Linked DNA regions of Mus musculus: regions 1 and 2 are each linked to region 3. The links are chromatin contacts, called in public HiChIP or PLAC-seq and promoter capture Hi-C maps. All regions are on one chromosome and are shown on one strand. The core of a region is the stretch at or near the end of the contact, and the rest is flanking DNA. Distances in the headings are between cores, read along the strand shown.

What was found. Promoter capture Hi-C pulls out the DNA fragments that hold promoters and counts their contacts. HiChIP or PLAC-seq counts read pairs in DNA pulled down with a chosen protein or histone mark.
Region 1: a contact with region 3 is called in a FOXA1 HiChIP or PLAC-seq map of pancreatic cancer cells. The contact joins the enhancer-like site here to the promoter of Qrfp in region 3. A contact is called at or near these places in 7 of 39 promoter capture datasets (embryonic stem cells, fetal liver, liver and 2 more), 1 of 115 datasets of contacts at active chromatin or transcription factors (pancreatic cancer cells) and 1 of 9 other capture datasets (embryonic stem cells).
Region 2: a promoter capture Hi-C map of liver shows a contact between it and region 3, with 2.6 times the contacts expected there. The contact joins the promoter of Dnm1 here to the promoter of Qrfp in region 3. A contact is called at or near these places in 6 of 39 promoter capture datasets (the C10 cell line, hematopoietic stem and progenitor cells, liver and 2 more).

What each region holds. Positions count from the first base shown.
Region 1 is chr2:32,322,377-32,326,926 of GRCm38.p6, reverse strand. Dnm1 (dynamin 1) reads left to right here. Exons shown (of 23, transcript NM_001301737.1): 12 at 3,197-3,267; 13 at 3,454-3,505; 14 at 3,737-3,748. Among named protein-coding and RNA genes, the nearest start is that of Mir199b, 6.2 kb to the right of the region's middle. Within about 2 kb of position 1,371, at least 56 of the 459 cell types and tissues checked have an H3K27ac peak or open chromatin away from gene starts, as enhancers often do. A contact at or near this core is called in pancreatic cancer cells, where this site is marked.
Region 2 is chr2:32,351,073-32,355,927 of GRCm38.p6, reverse strand. Dnm1 (dynamin 1) reads left to right here and starts at 2,599. Exons shown (of 23, transcript NM_001301737.1): 1 at 2,599-2,879. The coding sequence starts at 2,719. It overlaps Gm39787 (a long non-coding RNA gene), which reads right to left and starts at 169. Exons shown (of 2, transcript XR_866125.1): 1 at 1-169. It also overlaps the pseudogene Gm52590.
Region 3 is chr2:31,809,217-31,814,115 of GRCm38.p6, reverse strand. It overlaps Qrfp (pyroglutamylated RFamide peptide), which reads left to right and starts at 3,536. Exons shown (of 2, transcript NM_183424.4): 1 at 3,536-3,709. It overlaps Fibcd1 (fibrinogen C domain containing 1), which reads left to right. Exons shown (of 7, transcript NM_178887.4): 7 at 1-826.

The DNA of each region.
Region 1 (4,550 bases), core at 122-2,621, 510 kb before region 3:
TAGCCTAAGCTGGCCACAAACCTATGATCCTCCTGCCTCGTCCTCTGGAGTGTACCTACCCCCTGCATCCAGATTCCAGATCCTTCCTTTTTCTTTGTCTATCTGGCATCCTTGGCTTCCTGGTGGTCTGTGCAGCCATCCCCCTGAGGCCTTCCTCTGTCTGTCTGTCTGTCTGTCTGTTTGCTAAGTCTCTGGCTGGCCTTGGGCCCTCACAGCCGATCCACCTTTTGCATTTCTGTTTCTGAAATATTCATTCATTCACAGATTTAGACACCAGATGTTGTCTTTGGGAAGAGCAGAGATATTTGGGCCTCCTGAGGCTCAGAACAGGGTCTCACTATGTAGCCTGGAACTCACTCTGTAGACCAGGCTGGCCTCAGACTCAGAGATCCGCCTGCCTCTACCTCCCAAGGGCTGGGATTAAAGGCCGGCACCACTTACCCACTCTTTGATTGTCTGTTACCTCTCTAAACTTACCTTGGTGCTCCACCTTCCTGTTCCCTCACCCCACCCATGTCCTCGTGCATATCCCTTCTCCACCATGTATCCTTGGTTCTCTTTCATGTTTTTAAGTCCTTATTATGCCAAATGTCCTTAGGAACAGCTGTGTTCCAGGATTCCTGGAAAGTGGCGTAAGAAGGTGAAAGAGGATCGCTCTGAATTTGAGGCCAGATAGCAAGTAGCAAGTCCCAGGACAGCCAGGACTACATAGAGGGATCCTGTCTTGATAACTTTCTTCGGGGGGGTGGGGGGGGAGAGCATGAGAACCCCAGGAAGCCCAAGGTCCAGCTAGCTTGGTGTGTGCAACGGTAAATAGCAAGAGACCTTGTCTCAACCAAGGTAGCCGGCAAGCAAGGAAAGCCATGGTTATTATCTTCTGATCTCCATGTGCACACGCGGTATACACACCGCTCTCACCCACGTCTGCCCACAAATCACTTCAGTGTGATGCTACCCAGCATCCCACCTCCTTCTCCCCTCCATTCCTCTCTCCCTCCAACTGTCCCCCTCCAACTGTGTCCCTCCAACTGTGTATGTGTGAGTGTTAGGACTTACATAGCCCAGGCTGCTTTGAATTCACTACGTAGCAGAGGATAAACTTGCAGTCCTACTCCTCCTGCTCCTCCCCTATGAATGCTCAGATTACAGGAATGAGCCACCATGCCCACTTTATGTGGTGTTTGTTAGAGAGTGAAGCCAGGGCTTCCTGCGTGCTAGGCAAGGACGCTGTCACCTGAGCCACACCCCCAGCTTCAGCGCTACCTCTAGGAACCATATTCTTCCGGTGCATTGTGCCTTTCTCTCAACAACACTCACACTATTGAGCATCTGCTGGCTCTCTGACATGCTGAAGGAGTGACTCACTTCAGTGTAATTTGTGTTCGCCAGTCCTTCAGGTCCAGAAGTGCTTCCTCAGCAGAATGTCCGCCTCAGGAAGGACAGGCCCCAGCTCACAGGAAGGGAGGAAGAGGACTTAGGGGTGGACCCAGCAGTCACTTTCATCAAGACTCAAGGCTGGACGTGGTGGCATTTGCCTGGAACCCCAGCTCTTTGGAGGTGGAGGCAGAAAGATCAGGCACTCAAAGCTAGCCTCAGCTACCTAAAGAATTTGAAGCCAGACTTGGGCTATGTAAGACCCTGTCTCATAAACCAAACCAAAACAAACCACAGCAAAACAAAAGACCCAAATACAAGTATCGTCACACTTCAGAATTTGTAGTGTGTGTGTGTGTGTGTGTGTGTGTGTGTTGTGTTTCTCCACAACAGTCTAGAATTTTCCTATGCTTTTGAACATCTATAGAGTCTTTCATTGTCAGGCCACCTAATCTATTTCACTTTCTAATGGTCATTGCCTTGTTCCCAAATTTCTTCCATTACAAATTATACCACACCCAAGCTTGTAGACATAGGCCTATTGTCCCTGGTACTGGGTACTGGGAAGACTGAGGTTGGAGGAGCACTTACACCCCAGAGTTCAAGACTAGCCTGGGCAGTGAACATAAACATCTTGTGTATGTGTGTGTGTGTGTGTGTGTGTGTGAGAGAGAGAGAGAGAGAGAGAGAGAGAGAGAGAGAACTTTACCCACCTTGGACGCTCTGGCTCCTAGATCTTTGATTATTCGATGAGCTTATCTGAGATACAGTTCTAGAAAGGTTAACTTTAATGTTAAGCATTACCAGGTCACCTTCCACAAGTAACACTAATTACTCACAGCAGCTCCTGCCTCACTTATGTAGGTAACTGTGTTCCATCCACCACAGTACAAAAACAAGAGTTACAGCGCTGGGTCTGGGGAGATGGCTCAGAGATTAAGAGCACTGACTGGCTGCCAGGGTTTGGTTCCCAGAACCGACATGGCAGCCCACAACCACCTGTAACTCCAGTTTTAGGTGACTGGACGCCCTCTTCTGGCCTCTGGAGGCACTGTATGTAAGTGATGCATACAGAGGCATGCAGACAAAACATCCATACACATAACATAAATAATAATCCGTAAATCTTTTCAAAAGTAAAAAAAAAAAAGAGCTACAGTTCCATCTTCCTATGCACATGCTATCCTAACCTTTATTAACACTTACTATTCATTAGGGTTAAGAAAGATCTGCTGGGCGTGGTGGTGCACGCCTTTAATCCCAGCACTTGGGAGGCAGAGGCAGGTGGATTTCTGAGTTCGAGGCCAGCCTGGTCTATGAAGTGAGTTCCAGGACAGCCAGGGCTACACAGAGAAACCCTGTCTCTAAAAAAAAGAAGTTGGGGGGAGATATTTCTGATTTGACTAGGAGCTCTTTATGAACAAGGGTGGACAATTTTTGCATATTTTAAGACTGTTTTATTAGCATATATTAATTATATATAAAATAATGATTTCAGTTTTTGCATACTTTTTTTTTTCGAGACAGGGTTTCTCTGTGTAGCCTTGGCTGTCCTGGAACTCACTTTGTAGACCAGGCTGGTCTCGAACTCAGAAATCCATCTGCCTCTGCCTCCCAAGTGCTGGGATTAAAGGCATGCGCCACCATACCCGGCTTGACCTGTCTTTTCTTTTGTCTTTCAATTATTGACTATAGGGACTTTTTATTTATTATGGATCCTAACCTTCTAAATGTACCAAAAGCATCTCTCTCCTAGCTTGTCATCATTCTTAAACTCTGTGTCATCTTTTCTATTTGTTCATCGACTTGGGGACCCTTGAAGGTCATGCTTCTCATCGACATTGAGCTGGCTTACATGAATACCAACCACGAAGACTTCATAGGCTTTGCCAAGTGAGTGCTCCCAGGAGTGATCCTCTGTGTGTGTGCATGCACATAAGCATGCATATGTGCACATGTGTGTATGTAGATTCCAGCTCTGCCAGCTTAACCCTCTAAGTACTGTGCCGTATGAGCAGTGAGCAGTGGAGCTGGGCCTCTTGAGAGAAATTTTGAGACTCCTCCCCTCTCTCCCATTAGTGCTCAGCAGAGAAGCAACCAGATGAACAAGAAGAAGACTTCAGGGAACCAGGTGAGTGGGCCCCAGTCTCCCAGCCCAATGGATGGAGGATGCCGGAAGGACTTGGAGCTCTGAGATCCCCCTCTCCCAATGGGAAGGGTCCTACAGGGGCCAGAGAGCCTGCCCTCTGCCAGCCACAAGCTTCTCACTCTGCCTCAGTAATCTTCTTTCCTCTCTCCCCAATGATGCTTCTCCTGGTTGCTATGGTTACTTCTCCTGGTTGCTATGGTTACCTCTTTGCAGGATGAGATTCTGGTGAGTACCAGGACTGGGGGCGGGGAGGGGGTCTTGGCTTGTGCAGTGACGGGGAGTCTTGCTGGTGATGGGGATCTGCATGGGGCAGAGGGTACCCTTTGAGCACCTTACACATACCAGCACATAATTTTCACACCTGCTCACAGGACAGAGAAAGGCCCAGCCATGCTCACAGTTCCATAACCCATCTATAAATGTGCACAAGCCAAGCACCTGCTGTAGGCAGAGCTACCCTACATGGGGATGGATGGGCCCAGGGCTAGGTAGATGCTCTTTAAAAGTCTATTGGAGGAATGCTTGGTGACTGTTTGGAGTGGGTATGAGACAGGCATGTTCTTAAGAAGCAGACAGTGGAGGGCTGGAGAGATGGCTCTGTGGTTAAGTGCACCGACTGCTCTTCCAGAGGTCCTGAGTTCACTTCCCAGCAACCACATGGTGGCTCGAAACCATCTGTGAAGGGATCTAATGCCCTCTTCTGCTGTGTCTGAAGACCGCGATTGTGTACTCATATACATAAAATAAATATGTTTTTAAAGGGAGCAGACAGTGACCCCCAATGGAGAGTTAAGACATGATGAAGCCAGAAGCCCGCTCTCCTCTCCTGGCTCCTTGCCCCATGCTTCAAATGGCTGTGGAAACAGCGCTTATCAGCTTCCCTTGCCCCAATCCAGTTATGCACATGAGACCTGGAGTCTTCAGTATTTCCCACATTGTTTCCAGAGGCTGTAATTGGTGTGATAACTGTTTCCCCACCCAGCTTTGGGCCTTGGTCATCTCCCAGCCCAGGTTCTGAGTCTCGACT
Region 2 (4,855 bases), core at 1,350-3,849, 540 kb before region 3:
ATTAAGTATCACAGGGCAGCTAGCACAATCTCATTTTGTAAAGATAAAAGGTAGGCTACAGAATGAACTCTCAGCTCTAACACTGACCCAAAGATGGGAAGATAGCCCTGAGGCTTTCAAATACTTCTGGAGAGTGTGGTTTTTTTTTTTTTGGAGACAGGGTTTCTCTGTATAGCTCTGGCTGTCCTGGAACTCACTTTGAAGACCAGGCTGGCTTTGAACTCAGAAATCCACTTGCCTCTGCCTCCCGAGTGCTGGGATTAAAGGTGTGCACCACCACGCTCAGTGAGAGTGTTCTTTCTTTCTTTCTCTCTTTCTTTCTTTCTTTCTTTCTTTCTTTCTTTCTTTCTTTCTTTCTTTCTTTTTTTTTTTTTTATTTTTTTTTTTAGATTTATTTATTTATTATATGTAAGTACACTGTAGCTGTCTTCAGACACTCCAGAAGAGGGCGCCAGATCTCATTACGGATGGTTGTGAGCCACCATGTGGTTGCTGGGATTTGAACTCCGGACCTTCGGAAGAGCAGTCGGGTGCTCTTACCCACTGAGCCATCTCACCAGCCCCCTTTCTTTCTTTTTTTAATTATATGTAAGTACACTGTAGCTGACTTCAGACACTCCAGAAGAGAGAGTCAGATCTCCTTACGGATGGTTGTGAGCCACCATGTGGTTGCTGGGATTTGAACTCATGACCTTTGGAAGAGCAGTCAGTGCTCTTAACCACTGAGCCATCTCACCAGCCCGAGAGTGTGGTTTTAACAGTAAGTTTTACCACTGTGTTTAAGGGGTGAAATCATAATACTTAGCTGGCAGGAGAGACGTCATGATCTAGAAAGTGGTTTTCCCAAGGTGTGCTGACCCTGTGAGGTCCCCAAATGTGGGGAAACTCAACTGCACTATTTGTAGCAGTGGAGCACTAGAGTCACACTTTCCCCTCAGAAGGATAAAGAAGAATAACAAAAGCTCAGTTGCAATGGTCCAGACAGACATCTTCAAACTGTATGCCCAGCCTAACTTGATGGTGCTGGTCACCTTGGCTCACATCCCTGTCCTCTCTAGGCTGGCTGAGAATAGCGGCTCTGGATGAGGGGTATTGGGGCTGGTGTTTCAGCTCCTGGATTTCTGATGTGGTTGGCATGGTTGTTAATGAGGGTCAATGCACACCAGGTCTGGGCTGGGCCTCACACAGACATTCTATTTTGTCATTGTGCCAACTCTACAGATTAGATAGCTATGACCCAGAAATGACCCAGAGGTAAGGTCTGGGTGGTTCTCCCCTAACTGGAAATCCCTTCTCACTGGGCTCATGGTCCACACACTTCTAGTCTCTGTTCCAGCATTATTATCCTGTATGAGTTAACAACACAAGCCCTGCCCCAGCCCTGCTCTCCACTCATCACCCCCGGAAAGAGTCATATTTATTGGCATATGACCCCTCCCTTTTCCACTTGACTTTGAGCCACTTGTAGGTGGCTTGTCACTGCCTTGTCTCTGGGGTCTAGCGGGAGCTAGCCTGCTCAGCAACCACACATTCAGTGGGTGAAAAAAATGGATAGTCTCTAATGCCTAGGGCACTTCCCTAGTCTCAGAACATAGAAGTGACCCGATAACCCTCTCTTTCTTGGCTTCTTTGTCAGGAGTCCTAACTAGGTCCTTCTTGATGCAAAAGTGAGTAGCCGAACCTAGATCCAACTATCTGTCTGTGTGAAAAGGACAGGCAAGTATGGCTGCAAGAACCCCTGGTTTGAATAGCACTATTTGCCACTCTGGGCCTGGCGCTCATCCTCTTGGAGCCTTAGAGTTCAAGACAAGAACTTTTGCCTCTCCTCGGCAGCACTTCCTAGGTATTGGGGCCTTTGCACTTCCTGTCCACTCCATCAGGGTGTCGGGCCCCTTCTTATCAGTTAGGTTCCCTTTCAAAGGTAATTTCTTTGGAAAACCTTTGCCCCCTTCTGGCTAATGTGACTTTCCAAGCCCTGTTGGTTTTCTCTGTTTCTTCTAGTACAAACGCTCTTCTGTGTCCCGTCTATCCCACCACCTGTAAGATCTCTGAGTGTAAAGTCCCTAGCTGTTCTGCCGAGTTTTGTGTCTGTAAACTTAGGAAGGGGTCTAGCTTATCATGGGCTCCTGGTAATTTGTTGAATCAATGGTTTTTCTTTCTTCCTCCTAGAACCAGAAACACTGAGGCCCCAGGATAGGAAGGAATATGCTGCAGATTTTTGATTAGTGTCAGAACCTAGACTAGAAAGGCTAAGTGGACTAGGGTTGACTTTGGTCAGCTGACTGCAGCAGCCTGTGGGTGCCAGATCTTCCCTCTAAGGCCTCAGTTTCTCCACTGGGAATAACTGCTGAAATGAAGTAATCATGACCACCACATACTAGCCCATTTCTAGAGTTAGCACCCCTAGCCATCACCAAAAGTATTATCTTCGGTGCAGCATCCGTATCCCAGAAACACAGGTAAGTCTCCCGAAAGCCGCAGAAGAAGAAAACGACAACACCCATGGCGCCCCGCGTTGCGTCTGCGCATAGTGACCAGTCCGCGAATCCCCGCGCGCCATCTAGCGGCGGCCTGGAGAAGCGCTCCGCTCGGATCCCCGAGGGGCGGGGGACCCGCGGCGCACGCAGTCGGGATATTCGGCTGCAGCCGCGAAGCCGGGGGCCAAGAGCCAGAGCAGGAGCGGCGGCCGGATCGCAGCCCGCCGGGCCCGCCGCAACCATGGGCAACCGCGGCATGGAAGACCTCATCCCGCTGGTTAACCGGTTACAGGACGCCTTCTCCGCCATCGGCCAGAACGCGGACCTCGACCTGCCGCAGATCGCCGTGGTAGGCGGCCAGAGCGCCGGCAAGAGCTCGGTGCTGGAGAATTTCGTGGGCAGGTAGGAGCGGCGCGGACACCCGCATCACGGTGCCCCGGGTCCCCACCCCGGGATCCGACGGTCTGGGCGCTGCTCTAGCGGACCGAGCGCCCCCGCCCCCCGCTTGAGTCCTGGGGTCCGCAGCGCCCCCGCCAGCCCGCGGATATCAGTGGAGTCCCCCCACTCACGCCCCCTCGTTCACCCCATCGTCTGTAGAGCGACCTCGGCAGAGAGCTGTCCTTGATCGCCAATACCCTCACCGAGGGGGCCCACATTACTCAGCGCCTCACTGGGAGCTGAGAGCACCCAGAGGGCAATATCCCCTTCCTGGGCTCCTTGGAACCCGCTCTGACCCCATGGGAATTCCTGGTCGTGACAGGGGACAGCCCCCTCCCCCAGTCCCTAGAAAAGGACACAGCCCCATAGGCATCGGAGACCAGGCACAACCCCCCCACCCCGCACACGCACAGGCGCGCGCGCGCGCGCGCGCACACACACACACACACACACACACACACACACACACACACACACACACACACCTCTGCGGCTCCCGCCGCCATCCGTGCGCAGAGAGGCAGAGGGGGAGGCGCGGGCTGCGGTGCGAGGAAAGGAAGGGGGGGGATGGCAGCGGGAGGAGAAGCGGCCTGTGAGCCTCTACGGAGCAGCCTGCCTTCGCTGCACCCCTTGGGAAGGGGCTGCTTGTCAGCGTCCTCCTCCCCTGGCCTGGCAGAAGGGTTGTGATGGAGAGAAAAGGCGGCAGAGGGCAGAGATGACTAAGTCCAGGAGGCAGGATGGCGAGGAGGGGGGTGGTGAGCCATTGCAGAACCTAATCCTCCTCTGGCCTCTGATCCCACAAGGCTCTGGGAAGGCCAGGTGGCAGAGTGGAGGAGAGCCTTAGAGACAAAGGGTCTTGGACTTAGAGGGGGCAAGCAGGGTCGTGACCCCCCTCCGCACCACCTCCCTAGGCTCCTTTGGAGCTAGGGAAGACAGAAGTGGCATTTCTGGTTCTTAGAAAGAGCAGCTCATTCTAAGCTCAGGTGCACTCTGGGAAGGGGACTGCCAGGACCAGAGAGGATGCACCAGTGCTAACCTTGACCCCTCACCCGCTAGGTGCAAGCTCTCATCTTTCTAGAAAGTCTTGCTTTCTTGCAATGACCTTCATGGCTAAGGAAATGACAGGCGTGAGGGAGAGGGAGGCGGCGGCGGCCCCTCCTTCCAGAGAGGAACAAGCATTCTGTGGGGTGACAGCTGGGTCTAAGCCAGGTGCTGCTGGAAAACCTTGGGCAAGTCACTTGCCTTTACCAAACCTCAGTGTAGTATGGACAGACTGGAGGGTTGATGCCACCACTTACACGTCCTGGGAAGCCACTGTGAACCCACCCCGGGGTGGGGGTGGGGTGGCGGGAGGAAGGGGGCCTGAGTGAGAACCATGTAGTGGTGAGATGTAGACGTGCCACAGTGGAAGTAGCTCTGTCTGTCTTGTCAGCAGAGAGGAGCAGCTGTCTCTGGATCATGTGACCCCAGAGCTGCAGATACAGGCAAGAAACCATATAGATGAGCCCCTTCCCGGGGGTCCAGCAGTCAGGGCTGTTGGGGATGGAGGAATGTCCAGCGCCCTGAAGACAGGGCCGTGGAGGGGTGTCGTGCACTTTACAGTGTGCATACCACAGCCCCATCTCCCATGCTCTGAGCATTTGCTGTTCTAAGCCAGACTGTGTGCTCTAGTTAGGGGGTGCAAACTGGAGCCCTTCCCTGCTTTGCTGTAGCCCCTGTGATGCAAACACAGTGGTGTCCACCCTATAGACGGGCAACTGAAATTAGATGCTTTTCTCAAGGTCACATATTCCCAAAGAGTGACACCTGTCAGACTCCATCTTGATCCTGCATTGGTCATGGGGACTGATTGGAGTGTAGACATCTGATTTCCCATTTGTAGAATGGGGACCCCTGGAAGCTTACCCGGACCTCCTAAACCAGTACAAAAGCCATTTGCT
Region 3 (4,899 bases), core at 2,287-4,786:
TCATAGCTGGGTACACCTGGGTCGTGCCAGTGGCCACCTAGACAGCATGCAGGGAGCAGACAGTGCCTTGGGTCCCCTGCAAACCTGGGCTGGTGAGTGACCAGTTAGAGCTGTGAGCCTCTCCTGTGGCATTAGTGGCTCGTGCGTGTGGGACACTAGTGTTTGTAGGTGGGAGTGTCATCTCCAGCTCCTGGCTCTTCCCTGCCCCTCATCTGTGTCACCCCAAGCCTCCAGGTGGAGAACGAGCCATCTGTGGCCATGGTCACTGCAGGACTTGGCCCACAACCAGCACTTCTAGAAGATAGCAGGGCCTTGGATAACCAGAAAGTCTATGAGCAACAGATGCCGTCCTCAAGATGACTTGACTCTGAGGTGGGAGATATGTATGAGCTAGGCCCACAGCTGCCCTGAGCCCTGTGATCTAAGGAGCAACATGCCAGCAGAAGTCTCATGGAACCCAGAAGTGTGATGAAGCAACATGGACCCAAAGTGCCCGGGGGCCTCTCAAAGCCTCATTCCTTCATCTGCCTTTGGCGCAGGTTGCCCGAGGTTCTGGTGGCCCAGCAACTGCAGGGATCCATAAATCCAGAGGCCAGGATTCAGGCTCAGTGGCTGTGAGTGGGGGTCCGACCTGAGGCTAGCTGTGCCAAGCAGAGCAGGTGTGCATGCTGTCAGATACAATGGGGCCCTGGGGCTGGAAGCAGCTCTGAGGGTCAGTGCAGCACCCCATGGGCAAACAGTGGGCCTAGTTGCTACTTGGGGCTGTGTGCACCCGGTGTCTTGTGTACCCTTGTCTTCAATAAAGTCTCGTGGTGACCCAGCACCAGCCTTCACGTGTAGTCCTGCACTGCTTCATGTTACAGCAGAGCGAGGCAGGTACCCAGTGCCCTGGGACTGCTTTGCCCTCCTCTCCAGATGGCTTTGTGCTCGCTCTTTGTGTCTGGCTAGGCAGAGCCAGGTAAGCCCCGGCAGCCGGGCAAGGTCAGGCCAGCCTTCTGCAGAGGCTGCATCTAGCGGGGCTTCTGTTCTGGAGTCTAGGACTCATGGCTTCACCTCGCCTGGCTCTGTGTATCCCACGGGTGTCTTTGTGGTGATGAACTGTCCCTATAGGGAATGAGTCCTGGGGTTCTGAGGAGTCGACACTCTGAGGAACTAATAAACAGTCATTTATTTCTAATCGATGCTTCAACTTGAAGCTCAAGTTATTCCATGAAAGGTAGGGTTGACTGAGTGCCCACACTGCAGAGAGAACAGGGGCGGAACCCCCCGCCCCCTACCCCGGCATGGGGGCAGTGAGGGAGGGATCACCACTCCTGTACTGTGGGAGTGTCCTGAGGCCATGTCCACAGGACACCAGTTCTCAGACTCTTTCCCAAGATTCTCAGTGTCCTGTCCTCTAGGCAGCTCACTCTGGGTCATGGGGCTGGAGGGATGGGGGTGGGGTGCAGGGGAGGCACAGGTAGAGATGCTGGGGACAGGACTCCAGAGCCAGGCCCTCAGAAATCCAAGGTGATTGTGTCTGTTTCTGTCGGAGCACTCTCGCCTGTGTGGGGGCCTTGTCCAGCTAGCCTGCTCCCTGACACTGCTAAGCCCTGGCCATGATGATTCCCTCAGCTGAACTGCTCTGTCTGTGGCTTCAAGAGCCAGCTGGATGGGTCTCACCGACCCAATCTCACAGAACTCTCTAGAACTATCAAGGGGCTTGAGGACGAGCCATCTACAGGGTGTAGGACTGAGGGAAGAAATCTCCCTGGGGTTCTGTGAGGAGACTGGGGAGACCCCAGTGGTGGTGAACATTTATGAGAAGGGTGTGTTCTTCATGACTTGAGGAGTGTTGTGACATCATCAATTTCAGAGGTTCGGGGCTGATGGAGATCATAGCCATATGGTGTTCCAAGCTGGGTCCTATTCTGGGGGGGGGGGGGGATCATTCAGATGAAACCAGGAACCTGCAAGGGCACAGCCCAGACTGGCTGTCATGAATATACCCTTTCTCACCCAGTCTCAGCCCTCCCTCACACCATGAGAAACACAGATGGGTCCAGAAGCCAGGCTGCAAGGAAGCCTGGACAGGCTGCATGGAGCCCTGTGCCCTCAGGACTGCAACTCAGAGAGCCTTGGAACCTCCTGGAAAGCTACCCCCCACCCCAATTCCTCCTGTAACACTGCTTCCTTCTTTGCTCAGCCTCTAACCTTGACAAGGCCCATCCTGCTCGATGACATCAGAAACACCCTCAACTCCAGACTCCACGCTGGCCTGGACAGCAGCTGCTGGCAAGGTCCCCCATCATGGCGGACAGTAGCTGAAGACACTGGGGCTCAAGGATCAGAGGGACAGATGCAGGCAGGAACCCAGGAGTGTGCCTGAAAAGCGCTTTGGGAGTCTGCCCAGCCCTCAGAGCCAAGTGTTTGATTAAAGCAAATGTCTGAGCTGGCCTCCCAGCCCCATAGTCACAGCACGGCAGGTGGGAGCCCAGTGTGAACTGAGGAACTGAGTGGGCCACAGGGGAAGGGTCCCACCCTACCATGCAGTTGCTGAATCCAGGGTGTGTGGGTGGGGCATTGTCATTAGTCACCGGAAGAACTGCACTGAGTAGTGGCCCTGGAATGGGCAGTGACCACACCTTGGCCAGAGCACCCGTGGTCAGCATCCAGAGGGAGTCTGGTAAAAGGAGGAGGCTATGGAGATGAGGTATCTACAGCCCCTGCAGACACACACTCACTGCGGTGGTGCCGGCCGGTAAGAACAGCACCCAGCCGTGGACTCAGCGGAAGAGAAGTCATGGTGTGTGGTTAGGGGTGGTGGTGACAGACAACCCTGTCCTTCCTGAGGGTGCCAGTGTGGGAGGAAGGCCTCATTACCTGCCCTACACCTTTGCCAAGTCTACACCTAGCTAACTCGATGCCTTATCTCCCAGCCACCTTGACAGCCACTGGGGAGGTAGGTATGATCATACTCCGCCATTTAGAAGGGCAGGCCCTGTGGCTTTATGTCTGGATGGGCAGCCAACTCTGGAAAGTATGACCAGCCATGAGGCCGCATGGTGAGAGAGACAGAACATACCACTGTTGTCACAGACTGAGTGTGTTGCTGGAGCTGTCGCCCGAGAGGGACCTGCTTAGCCATGAGTTCTAAACCTTGAACCCCTCAGAACCAAGAATTCCTGCCCAGTTTCATGTCTCCCGAGGCTCCTAAGGAGGGGTATATCATATACCAGAACACCTCATCTGCCTACAGAAGGGACTGGGTGTCCATGACCCTCCAAGCCCTCTCAGCAGTGAGGATGCTGCCTCTGTAAGCCCACCGTCTCTGGAGGGAGACCAAGGCAGGGCCACCATCAGGGTTCTCAAGAGTGGGCCTCCATGTCTCCACCGGGAACCTCCAGTGTCTGAGCCCGCGGTTGACCCGTGATGATGCTCTCTGTGCTGCAAGGGTGGCGCCCGCCACTCTTCATCAGACCACATCCTGTTTGCGTTGTCTCTTTGTCCTTTGGCCCACGGTGCCCCTTCCTTCACCACCAGCAGCCCCAAAGGAATCCTGGGGCTAGGAATGCATAGCAATCAGGCAGGCTGGGGCTCGCCTCTCCAGGGAGCTTTATAAAGCGGGGGAACCCCAGAGCCATGCCTGCTGGACCGGGACCTGAGCAGCTCTGCCTGACAACTGGGGTCCAGGGACTCACCTGCCCTTCTTAGAGCAGCCCTCAGCACAGTGAGTACAGCAAGGGACGGGAGGCCAGGCTCTCCAGGTGAGCTGGGTGCAGGCGGGTACAGCCAGCACCACGAGCCACACACCAGGAAGGGCGGGTGTGTGGGAGACCCGCAGCTTCATCCTCAGCTCAAGTTCCACCAGAGCCAGCCGGCCCTAGATGCCAGCCAGGAAGTATTAATCTCTGGGGATAAAGACCATTCCTGGTCCTCCCCTTCTATGGGGAGAAGGGAATGAGACTTGTCTGTCCCATGTGGGGGGCCCTGCCCTCTCCACCCGTGCCTGAGGAAGCCCCTTTAGCAGCAGCAGACTGGAGGCTACTCCAGGCCCTGGGGACTAGGGGGCTTAGCAAGCTGGATTTGGGTAGAAAGCAGGGCTGCTTTTGTTGTTGTTTTTGAAGCTTTCTGGCTGCGCTCACTTCTTTGAAATGTTTTCAAGGGAGCTGTTTCTGGAAAGAAGTCGTCCCCCCTGTCCCCCCCCCTCCCCCCTCCGTCCCCCGCCACTTCCAGCTTCAGGGGCTTCCTCAGAGGATGAGCCAGCTCGGCTCAGCTCACCCATGGTCACTGCAAACACAAGCATCCTCTGTGAGGGAAGGGAACAGTTCCCACCAAGGGATGTGGGGGGGGGGACCTCGAGACAATGAGACAGGTATGGGGGCACAGAGTAATGAGGCTACCTTGAATTCAGCTCTCTTTCTTATAAAGCTGTAGGACCTAGGGCAAACCCTGAGGCTCTCTGTGCCTGAGGTCCTAGGGGGGGTGGCCCCGGGGTTGGTGGGCTGGATGGCTATCATCAGGAAGCAATCATTTCCCTAGAGACTGGCACAGGGAGAAACCACACTGACATTAGAGCCCAGAGCTGTGTGGTGGGGCAGCGTTTGCTGTAGACAGACTTACTGTACAGAGAAACCCATTCACCAGAGCCTGTCCTGCCCAGTGGGAGCTCAGTGGGTGCTGGCTGTCCCCAGCCTTGCCTCTAGCTCCTCCCCAGGTAGGAGTTTGACTTACACAAGGGCCACCAGGCCCATTTCCCCCTCCCAAGAGCAACTTGTTCCTGAATTAGGGAGACAGTGGGGTTTCCCAGCAGAGCTGCTAGACCTATTCATTATCAAGTTGAAAACACGGCAGCTTCTCACTCTGCCTACGGCCCAAGAGTCAATAATTATAATAGAAAATTGAACCCAAATGCACACA